Linked DNA regions of Mus musculus: regions 2 and 3 are each linked to region 1. Evidence: chromatin contacts called from public promoter capture Hi-C data. All regions are on one chromosome and are shown on one strand. Each heading gives the region's core, a stretch centred on a gene start, on an enhancer-like site or on the middle of the called end of the contact. The rest is flanking DNA. Distances are from core to core; before and after follow the strand shown.

What was found. Promoter capture Hi-C pulls out the DNA fragments that hold promoters and counts their contacts.
Region 2: a contact with region 1 is called in a promoter capture Hi-C map of embryonic stem cells, with 5 times the contacts expected there. The contact joins the promoter of Haus3 here to the promoter of Ppm1g in region 1. A contact is called at or near these places in 3 of 39 promoter capture datasets (embryonic stem cells, erythroid cells and liver), 1 of 484 Hi-C or Micro-C datasets (B cells) and 1 of 115 datasets of contacts at active chromatin or transcription factors (astrocytes).
Region 3: a contact with region 1 is called in a promoter capture Hi-C map of embryonic stem cells, with 4 times the contacts expected there. The contact joins the promoter of Tmem129 here to the promoter of Ppm1g in region 1. A contact is called at or near these places in 2 of 39 promoter capture datasets (embryonic stem cells and erythroid cells), 5 of 115 datasets of contacts at active chromatin or transcription factors (astrocytes, cardiomyocytes, large pre-B cells and 2 more) and 1 of 9 other capture datasets (adipose tissue).

Annotation. Positions count from the first base shown.
Region 1 is chr5:31,219,000-31,222,637 of GRCm38.p6, forward strand. Ppm1g (protein phosphatase 1G (formerly 2C), magnesium-dependent, gamma isoform) reads right to left here and starts at 1,546. Exons shown (of 10, transcript NM_008014.3): 1 at 1,304-1,546. The coding sequence starts at 1,423.
Region 2 is chr5:34,167,531-34,171,168 of GRCm38.p6, forward strand. It overlaps Haus3 (HAUS augmin-like complex, subunit 3), which reads right to left and starts at 1,894. Exons shown (of 5, transcript NM_146159.1): 1 at 1,860-1,894; 2 at 1-913. The coding sequence starts at 783. Poln (DNA polymerase N) reads right to left here and starts at 1,996. Exons shown (of 25, transcript NM_181857.4): 1 at 1,860-1,996.
Region 3 is chr5:33,656,276-33,659,913 of GRCm38.p6, forward strand. It overlaps Tmem129 (transmembrane protein 129), which reads right to left and starts at 1,702. Exons shown (of 4, transcript NM_026698.3): 1 at 1,348-1,702. The coding sequence starts at 1,552. Tacc3 (transforming, acidic coiled-coil containing protein 3) reads left to right here and starts at 1,853. Exons shown (of 15, transcript NM_001040435.3): 1 at 1,853-2,452.

The sequences.
Region 1 (3,638 bases), core at 296-2,795:
AACACCTTAATACAATTCTTTGTATCAAGGTACAAGTACCCTAATCTTTCTAGGCCTCAATTTCCAAGCCATTAAATGTGGGCACTGAGCCAAATGAATAGGACCCTCTCCTTGCTGAAATTATTTATCTAGATTCTGCTGGATCTAGATAATGCTAGAGCCATAATCAAAAGCTGGTGAAAATAGCTTTTGAGTCTGAGAACAAACCATTTAGGTTCACACTGTCATTCCAGAGCTAACCACAGGGAGGAGCGAGGGAATTTGAGAGAAAAAAAAAAAAAAAAAAAAAAAAAAAACACCAAGGGAAACTATTTGGCTGTTACCTGTAGCCCACCTACTAACTGGATAAACCCTCGATTCCAGACATAATTAGAACTTTTCACTAGTCCCTTAGACTTCACACAAAATTGCTCAAAGACACCTATTCCCTGTTCATTGTAGTTTCACATCCATTTGCTCAACACTGTCAATCCAAATGATTGCTTTCCCTTTCATCCAAAGTGGACTTTTCTTTTCTTTTTAAAAGTTATTCGTAGATGGTGACAAAAAAGGATTGATGACAAGACTGAAAATCGAGTATACTAAATTATATGCAGAGGAAAATGACAACTCAGTAAGTTTTAAAGAAATCGAGTAAGAAAAAAAATTACAAGCATATTTCAAAAAATAAAAAATAAAAGCAAGCCTAGTGACAGACACGATTCCTTTCCTAAAGATCATAAAAGATTTCGAAAAGAATACGAACGAGTGACAATTCTCGAAGGTCAAGCGGGGCTTCTGAAATTAACATGAGGTGTCTAAGGCTAAAAGCAACTGAGGGTTAAGAATGGAAAGCACATTATTACCCGGGCTCCTTTTCGCCATCAAGTTTGTAGCCCCAAGAGGCCTGCCACATTACATATTTCAAGAATAAAAACGAACCAGTCATTCACATCTATTCGACCAATAAGCGAACAAATAACGAGTCTTCCCTCTTCCCTCTGACAACCCCATGCCGCTGGAAAAGCTGGAGGGCTGGGCTGGCACCAGAGGATGGCGCGAAGGTACGGAGAGACGGCGGCCAGTAGGCGGAAGGTGCCTCTTCTCACATGGCAGGGCTCCCGCAGCCACTAGCCATCAGGCCGCGGTCCCCAAGCTCTAGCCGCTCCCTCTCCGCCCGGATCCCGCGCTCGCCGCCGCCTCCCGCACCGTGGCTGCAGGCTCTCGTCAGGGACCCCTGCTTGAGGAGAACCCCATCCCCCTCGCTCCCTTTCTCTGTCAGGTTCCTGCCATGCAGTGGCCAGCCGCTGGGGCCCTGTCTCACCTCCATGGAGACGCGCCAGCCTTGCATGGCGGAGAAGCCGTAGGGCAGCGGGAGCCGCGGGGCGCCAACCCCGTCCCCGGAGCACTTCACCGTGTTGGGCTGAGAGAGGTAGGCACCCATGGCGGCGGATGGCTGGCTACCTGAGGAACAGGTAAGCGGGACGCGACCCTTGCCGGCGCCGGAGCCGGGGCCCCTGGGGGCGCGCGTGGCAAGGAGCGGGCCCGGCTGCGCAGTCGACGCAAGGTGCCGGCGAAAGGCGCGAGGCCGGCTAGGAGGCGGTAACGGGACAGGAGCGGGGAGAGGGCGGAAGCGGAAACCGCGCTGCTCCAGGCCCCGCCCTACTGGCGCGGTGAGCCGCTGCGGGCGGTCATTTCCTTAGCAACTCGCCCCGCCCTCGGGGACAACGGCCCGCCCAACCGCCGCTCCCGCGAGACTGGTTGCCACGCCCACCAACGGCTGGGGCTGGAGGGAGCCATGGCGATGTGCGGCCATCTCCACGCTGACCGTGCTTTAGCACGGGGCTCTGGTCTCAGCAGTTTTTGCCTGAAGTCTCTATTGTGTGGGACCTGGGGCTTCCAGTTGCGTTCTGCGGTTTTGTCAGCCCTGTCCCTCCCTCTCTCCCTCCACGCCCTCAGATTCCGACAAACCCCGCCGGATTCGGTTCAATTAAAGTTGACTAGCGTTTGTACTGCGCTTCCGCGGTCTTTGGCCAGGCTCTGTGAGGCCTGTACTGACAAAGGAAAACGGAGACCTAGGTCTGTGGAAAAATTCGAATTAATACAGGGTAGAAACTGTTTGGTGCAGTGCTGGGTGAGGCGAGAGCAAAGAGGCGGGAACGAGCTGCTTATCGCCAATGTAGATTTAAGACCCTCGGAGAAGGTGCCTGAGGGTGGCGTTTAGCCACGGGAGAAGGGAATACGGATACAAGGCTGGAGGACTGAGGAAAGTGTAAACTACATTGGGCTGGCTTATTGAGGAAGCTGGCTGGCCTCTTTGTGGAGAGCGATTCTAAGTAGGAACAGATCTAGCGATGGATGGATGGCCTAGCATCAAGATGGGTAATGTGGTCGTCATTGTGGTGGTGCCTGTTTTGCGTTTGTTAGTCTAATTCTGTGTGCACTGGACACCAGAGGAAGAGTCTGGCGGGTACTGTAACTGGTTAGAATGCTCTTAATCTGAACGTGATGAACTAAGGACTGGGGTGCTGGCCACGGGTAGTTAGGGTTGGAGGGACAATCCAGCAGGTTCTTTTCATTATATGGATTATATATAACGGAAAGGAGTAATTTCCTGAAAGTAAAAGAAAATCAACTCATTGGAAAGAACTGGGGACTAGAGAGCTGGCTCAGAGGTTAAGAACACTGGTAGCTCTTCCACATTAGCGGGGTTCAATTCCAGCACCAACATGGCTGTCTATAACTCTGGTTCCAAGGAACCAGACGCCCTCTTCTGGCACTAGGCGTCCAAGTGGTGCACAGACATAATACATGCAGGCAAAACACACATGCATAAATTTTAAATAAATAACAAAAAACTAAGCCCAGCATTATAGCTCATTGCCAGTAATTCCAGCACTTAAGAGGCTGAGGCAAGATCACAAATCCCAGGTTTCAGGACAACTTGGGCTATAGAATTAGACCCTCAACTCATAAGCAAATCCCAGAATTACAGTTCTTCTGTCCAATATTTTTTAAAGATTTATTTTTATATGTATTTTGTATGTATACTTTATATGAGTACACTGTCGCAGTCTTCAGACACACCAGAAAAGGGCATCCGATCTCTTTACAGATGGTTGTGAGCCTCCATGTGGTTGCTGGGTATTGAACTCAGAACCTCTGGAAGAGCAGTTAGTGCTCTTAACTGCTGAGCCATCTCCAGCTCAAATTTCTTAATTATCAGAAATCACTAAAATTGGTCCTCTCCACAACCTTCTGTATTTCCGTAATAACTCAGTTCATCAGTCAGCCTTCTTGTGCCCCCCAAGGCTTGCTTTCACCCACCAAATACAACTCTCCACCCACCTTACTTGGTGGGAACTTCTCCAGGCTGCTTCAGGATCTCCCTATCCCCTGCAGAAGTTTGGATCCCCATTAATCTTTCCTGTGTCCCCATTGTTCCTCGAATACTGTGTGTGCTAAATCTTAAATGTCTGTTGAATTCATAAATGCATAAATGGTACCAAGGCTTTGACTTTGGATGGCAAAATTAGATGGGTGCATACACACACACACACACAAGATGCTGTTTGGTATGTGCACCAGTTGGGAAGAAGCTGTCCCATTTAAGGTGAGAGTTTCCTATAAAAAATAGTGGAAATTCTGGGTTGGAGTTA
Region 2 (3,638 bases), core at 644-3,143, 2.9 Mb after region 1:
CTCCAGTCGTCGCTCCCTAAGGATTTCTTCATTATCACAAATAGACGGTGTTTGTATATCTAAAAGTTGAAAATTGTCTTCATTTGAACTTTCAACTACTTCGTGCATGCCCTGAAAGAATTGCTTTTTTGTGTATAAGGTTAATGCTGCTGTGCTCTGCTCTTCTTGGCTTATGTATTTTCCCAAGGGAAACTGAGATAAAAACACCATTGGATTTGTTCTTTCACTTAAATTAGAATTTCTGAAGAATATCATCAAATTATTAACTTCCTCAGTAAGACCCTGAAGTTCATTACTGAGCTTAGTATTCACAGAATTTAGGAATCCTTGCTTCTGTTTCAGCTTCTTAGTGGCCTCCTCTTGTTTAGCATTTAATGCCAGAAACCTGTAGCTAGTTTCAGAAACCATTAACTGGTATTTATTCCGTCGCTGAATTTTTGAGTTATTTAATTTCTGCAGAGTTTGAACCTCATCCTCTAATATCTGTATCTCTTTGTCATCCAGTTTGCATGTCTTCAAATCAAAAGTTTTACAGGTCCTAAGAACTTCATCCAATGCTGTTCCTTCTAGGATAGGCTTGCCTGATCGCTGGAGATCGCTGAAGGCTTCCAATTCTTTTTCAGACAATACATTCTGTTCATTCACATTCCCACAAAACCATTTCAAGAATGACTCATCTTCAACATCCTCAAAGAGCCAGTCAAAATCTTCTCCATTAAGAATATCAGCTTTGGGATAACCAATTTTTTTCAATGTTTCCACAAACTCATTTCCACAACTCATGGTTTAACTACTCCTGTTTTTAAATATTTGATATGAATCTATTTTTTTAAACTAAGTTCAAACAGAAAAAAACATATTTACGCTAAGTCCATAGAAGAAGGAAAAAAAATACAATCTATAATGTGTTTTCCTAGTGGGGGAAAGAACACAAGTATTAGACCATGAACAAGGCAAATGAATTTTAAATATACAGATCATTTTATCAGATGACATCAGGAGACTACTTAAGTTAAAAGCAGATGCACGTGCAATATCTGACAAAGACAAAGCAAAACAGAAGCAATCAGGGTGTTGCTTAGGACACTACAACAGTAATGAAGAATCTAATTAATGAAGATATAACAATAAAAAAAAACTGATTTTTTTTCCCAATGATGAAATTACTTAAAATAAATTACATTTTGTAAAATAGCTGTTTCCCCTGTAGTTTCTAGTTAGGAAAAAGAAATATGCCTACCTTTCTAAGGAAGAATCAACTAAATATTTACTTCAATCAGCGTTCCATCAGTCTCAAAGGACTCAATCTATAGATATAACCAGTCTAACGCAGAGAAAACCAGGACAAATTGACAAGTTTCAAAGTACCCATCAATCATCAAGTAAGAAGTTTTATTTCGAATAGAACACAATGAACCACGACTTGAACCAAACTTAGGTCAGTGACAATGGCAGGTCTTAAAATCACGATGTATTTGACACTCTGGTAGCAAACTCTCTGGGTTGGTTTTGGTTTGTTTCTGAGTATCCAGTTATGACACTTAAGAGCTCTAATAAAACACGCCCACAAAAGTACCAAATTGCTGTTTTTAAAAGCTGGGTAACAGATAAGTGTGTATTTCCGGTTTAACGTTTGCCTCGTATGATTGAGGCCTTGGGTTTTATCCGCAGTATCCGAAAAATAAAGCTACCAACCCCAGCCGGATGACCGGCCACGTACCTCCGCCCCCACCTCTGGCACAAAGCCTCAGCCTCCCCGCACACCCCGCGCCTGGGCCCAGCGACCTCTATCGATGCCTCAAGCAGGCTGTAGGAGGGTAGCGGCGGCCCCGCCAACCCCGAACTTACAAGACCCTTACCTCAGGAAAGCCGCAGTCACTGCTCTCTGCCAGCCTCCAACCGCGCGCGCCGCAGTGCCTCACGGGAGTGCCAGGACGCGCACGCGCAGATTACAACATCCGTAAAGTCAGCGCAGGCGGCGAGGTATCCCGGAGAAAGCGAAGGAGGACCCGCAGACCAACCCCCTTCAACGAGCCGGGGTAAAGTGATTGGCTTTCCTGACGGACGCACCGCCCCTTAGCCCCGCCTCTGGCCCGCCGTCCTTCCCGCTAGGCTCAAGAGGATTGGTTTTCTCACTATAGGCTCTGCCCTCGCTCCGCCCCACCCCGCCCCCGCTCGGGAGTTGGAGTCTGGGTCTCTTCCGGCTGCTTTGTTGCCTTGGCCATTTGGCCCTCTAGTTCAGTTAGGCCTCCTGTCCTAAGAATGGCTTGCGGTCTGTGACACCACTAGGGGACCGGAAGTTTGAGGCCGAACAGACCCCTTCTTCCCCCAACAGCTCTTACCACCACCACTGGTAGGGTGATCCAGCGTTGGTGCTAATAACAAGCAGCTGGGACCCTATCAGGTCTCTTGCAGGGTAGGATTGTTGGCTATAGAATCTTTTACAATGGTTATTTAACAAAAATCACTTAACTCCCAAGGCCTCGATGACTTCCAAGCAAAAGCTGACTCCCTCCAAGATCCCATCTTCAAAATGTCAAGGTGTAAAATACATCAGTTTTAGAATGCATTTAACTCAGAAGTACAGACATTCTGAGGATGCCCGCCGTCATTCAATGAAAGACAGAATGCTGAACTCAGATGCAAGCCTAGTTAATGTCCTATGGTCCCAGAAAACTGATCTTTGGAGTTACAGTTGGCATTGGTAACAACTTGTCTGTATGGGTCATAATCTGTTCATTTTTTTCTATCAGACAGCATTTGCAACTTAACCACTCTCTTGTAAGATGATATATAAATTCACAAGATCTGGGCTTTGATCATTAAAAAAATAGTATTCCCCTCTTCTAATCATAAATAGGGTGATGTATCAGACAAGGGTCTAGTCTAGTTGCTACTAGGTAGAATTCTTTCTGGATCTTTTTCCCTGGGCTTATTTGTTTTGTGAGACAAGGATTTGCTTCTCTACCCAGGCTGGGCTTCAACTCAAGATCCTACTTTAGCATCTCCAAGTGCTGGGGCCACAGGTATGAATCACCATGCCCAGATATTCATGTTTTCAAAGAGAGAAAAACTAATGTTCTAAGCAGATCATTTAAATTTGAGTTGAAGACATTTCCTATTAATTCTTATTTAACTTTTATCCTCCTTTTGAAGGTCAATAAAACCGGAAAGTAAATAAAAACAAACAGTACAGGGGAAAAGTTCTTAGAATGGTGCCTAATGTGGTTAGGACATCAGGGGACTGGCCCAAGAGGACCCCAGATGCCAAACTGGAGGTAGGGGCTCAGCAGGGAGCTGGCGTTGAGTGGGTTTTGGCCAGAGGAAGTGCAGGCAGTACTTTTGGGAAATTTTGCTGAGGCGGCAAAGACTGAGAGAAAAAGAGCCAAATGACACAAGATGAGGGGGTGGGAATGCAAGGCTGAGAGGATTTTTGGTGTTGTTTTGTTTTAAAGTGGGAGGAACTGGAGGATATTTATAGACTGTGCGGAAGAGCTCGGAGGAGATGGAATTAAAGATGCCAGAAAGACAAAGGGCTACTTTGCAGGCTGAGGTTCCCCCCAGGCACAGCCTGGGACCCATGAGACCTTCTAGAAAACCCACTGTTCTTAGTGACTCCTGGCCCCCAGCTCGCTCTC
Region 3 (3,638 bases), core at 452-2,951, 2.4 Mb after region 1:
CCAAAAGGAAACGACTTTACATAAACTGACCACTGGCCTACTTGAGACAGTTCTTTGGGCTGTATCTTGGTATCTCAATTTTGCCTCCTCTGAGGAGGCAGAGCCAACATAGCCCATCTCAAAGCTGGGACACTGAACAAGAAAATGAGCAAGTACCCAGTGATAGGGCACCTTGCTAGAACAGAGAAACCAGTTTCAGAGCCCTGTTAACCCAACAGGGAGCAACTTGAACATCAAAATGATCTGCAGATGGTAAGGTACTGTTTGAGCAGGCTCCAATCTGCAAAAAACAATAGTAACTGTTTACTTCTAGCCAATTCACTACATGTTAAAATAACTTGTTATGTAGCAACAGAAGACAGCTCCACCGTCTGTCTGCTCTCAATATGACCTCCCTGAGTGACTTGTGCTTATTAACTTTGGGTTCCTTGTTCTGGTATGGGAGTGCCCACTGGACAGCCCTTGGTCAGGAGTCCTGCCTTAGAGCCCCACACTCTTGATATGCCTTGCAGTGTACTAACTAGGTCTCCAAACCAAACTACATGACCATGCCAACTCCATCTCCAGTTCTCCAAAGGAGTCCTCTCCACCCTCCTTCTTCTCAAAACAGATCTGAGTGTTTCTATTACCACACCTGCCTCTGCCTCTCTGGAGCCTAAGCAGCTGCTTCACACCAATCATTCCTGTGCCCAGAGCTGCAAGTATGACAGACAAGCAGACATGTGTTCTCCCAGATCTATCTTTCCCTGTCCCTGTAGCTTCCAAAGGTCTCCTTCATCTGGATCCCAGACTTCAATCACTGCTATATTCCAGCAGTTTCCCCAACCTTTCCTCCAATCAGCCAACAGATGGGCCTCTCCGAGGTCCCACTAGCACTTGGGGCACCACATACCATGGCCTTGGACAGGGCCATAGACCTAGCCCGGCAAAGGAAACGCTCCATTAACATTCCCAACCTTGACCGTCTTCATCTCTGCCTGCTCTTCTTACACCCACCTTCCCCTGGGATCTCTCCAACCCCTGTTGTAATGAAATCAACAGGAGCTCTTTCCTATAGAAATCGTCCAACATAGCAAGCAGGCTGAACGATTCTGCACTCCAGCCGCAGTGATGTCAAAGACTGGAGCTTAGCCCCACCCGAGCACCACTCGCAGGACAGCGCCAGGGCCGCCGCCTCCCAACTGGAAGAGCGTATGGTGCTCTAGAGCGCTCAGCTCACAGCCAGGGCTGCAGAGATCCCGCTTGCTTGTTCATGATCTTGACCGGCTTCTGCTCCAGTTCCTCACCCTTGGAGTCTCCAAGCGCCCGGTTAAGCGCCAACCACCGGCCGGCACACAGGAGGCTCACCTAACGGCAGCAGTGAGTGACACAGTAGTGTGGCGGAAGTGCGGCGAAGGTGGTAAGGTACGAAGGCGGCGTCCTCGCTGCCCAGCCAGCCCGACAACAGATTCTGCACTGTGAGCCCGGCCGAGTAGAACTCGTTGGGCGTGAACACGAAGCACACTGCGAAGACCAGGTAGGCCAACGTGAAGGTCACCTCAGGGCTGTCCATCCCGCCACCGCTCACTGGGCCGTGCAGAGGCAGGAGAGTCCAGTTCTGGACAGTTGGTTTGTTGCCGCAGCCACCGCCGTCAGATCGCCCGCGGGGCACTCTGGGAAACGGAGTCCAAGTCCGGCTACTGGCGGGGCATCCTGCGAATCTGAGCGCCTCCTGTCCAGGCACCCGCAAAGCATTCTAGGAAATGGAGTCCCCTCCTCAGGCTGCCCGCGGGGCACTGTGGGAGACAATTTCCCTGTTGGGTTGACCCGAAGGGCACCCTGGGAGTCAGAGTCTCGCGAGGCCGCCCCCGGCATTCTGAGTGGGGAGTTCTCGGACCCTACGCTGACCCACAAGCTGTGAGCCGCCCAGACACCCCCCGTAAGGGTTCAACTTCTCCCTTACAAACAGCTCGGAGGAGACACTGCAACTGGGTCCATTTAACAGCTGAGAAAAACCGAGCCAGGGCGAACTGGTTTCCAACCGCATTCGCGGCCGACCATGAGATTTTCTGGGCCATGATGGCTCTCACAGTCACTGGCTACCAACAAGCCCTCTCGGCCCCCGATGCTAGACCACAGTTCCCATACGCCCCAACGCTCCCACTGTGCCCTCAGTCCCGGAAGCGGAACTCCCTGCGCAAGAAGGGCGGGACCAGTATGGCTTGCAATTGGCCACAGGTGGCTCTACGGAAGCCTCTTCTCCAACGCGCTGATTGGCTGTGGAACGCCAACTTTCGGTATTTGAATCTGGGGCGGGCGTAGCGGACGACGTTCCGGGACTGCGAGAGCGGACCTTGTTGGGGTTCCTTCGGCTGGGTTTCTCCTGCTCCGTTTTCTTAGCGCGAAGCGGGCACGGCGCTCCTCCCTTGCGGTGGGCGTCCGCGCGGGCCCAGGGCTTGGCAACCGTAGTCAGGTAAGGGAAACGGCGATTTTTTATTTCCCTCGGGCGCAGGGTGGGGATCAGCCCCACGGAACTTGATTCCTGCGAGCTGAGTTACCGTTCCTGTCTTCCGCAGCTTCGCTCTCTCCCTTTGTTGAGGACCCACCCCTCACTCCAGCCTCCTCTGTTCTAAACTCAGGGGATGCACCTAGCCTCCTAGGCAGGACAGGAACCTGCCCGTGGGCTGGGCTTTGCAGGCCGGCCTGCCAGTGATCTCGGTCTGACCCAGTTGATGGCCTCCAAAGAGGCCGTGCTGGTTCCTGTTCTGGTCGAGCGTGTCGTGTAGGAGAATCGCGTCTCAGAGCCAGGGACATCCGTCGCCCCAAGTCTCTTACTCCATCTTTTCTGCGAAACTATTCTGTCTGTCGTCTGTCTTCCTGAACCCAGGGATATTTCTTGTTCCTGGGTCTGTGCCTCTAAGTCCTCCTTCCGTACAGCCTGACCACAACTTCAAAATAAATGGCTTCTCTTGGAAACGCTTTCTTTCCAACTCCAGATGGTCCTGATAAGTTTCCCTTCTCTATTGCATCCTTCTCTGAACAGAGTCCTTTAAGGCTAAGGCCTTTTTCCTCAACTTTAGCTACCAGAATGACCTCATGCCTATACCTATACAATTTGGTTCAGCAATGCATATTTCCAGTCATGATCGCTTGATTGTACACTTCTGTCCATGCACTGTTCGAGGTGGGAGATGTTTCTTTCTCCTTCAACCTTCAAACTTCACCTCAGAGACCATCAGTCAACTTGAGCTTTATCATCTCCCATAGGTGATTTGACCCCATACTTGTTCTCAGAAGGACAGGTGCAGCAGCAGCAACAAAACTTCCTATGTTCCCTGCCCCACCCCTAGTCACTCCTGCACCATGAAGACATCAGAACAAGAGGAAAGGCCCCTTGTGGGTGGGACCATCTCTGGGCTGGTAGTCTTGGGTTCTATAAGAGAGCAGGCTGAGCAAGCCAGGGGAAGCAAGCCAGTAATGAACACTTTCCCCCTTTCCCCCTTGATCACTAATTGAGAAAATGCCTTACAGTTGGATCTCATGGAGGTATTTCCTCAACTGAAGCTCCTTTGTCTGTGATAACTCCAGCTGTGTCAAGTTGACACAAAACTAGCCAGTACAGGTTCTGATGTCTTCTTGGTGCAGGAGTGACTAGAGGT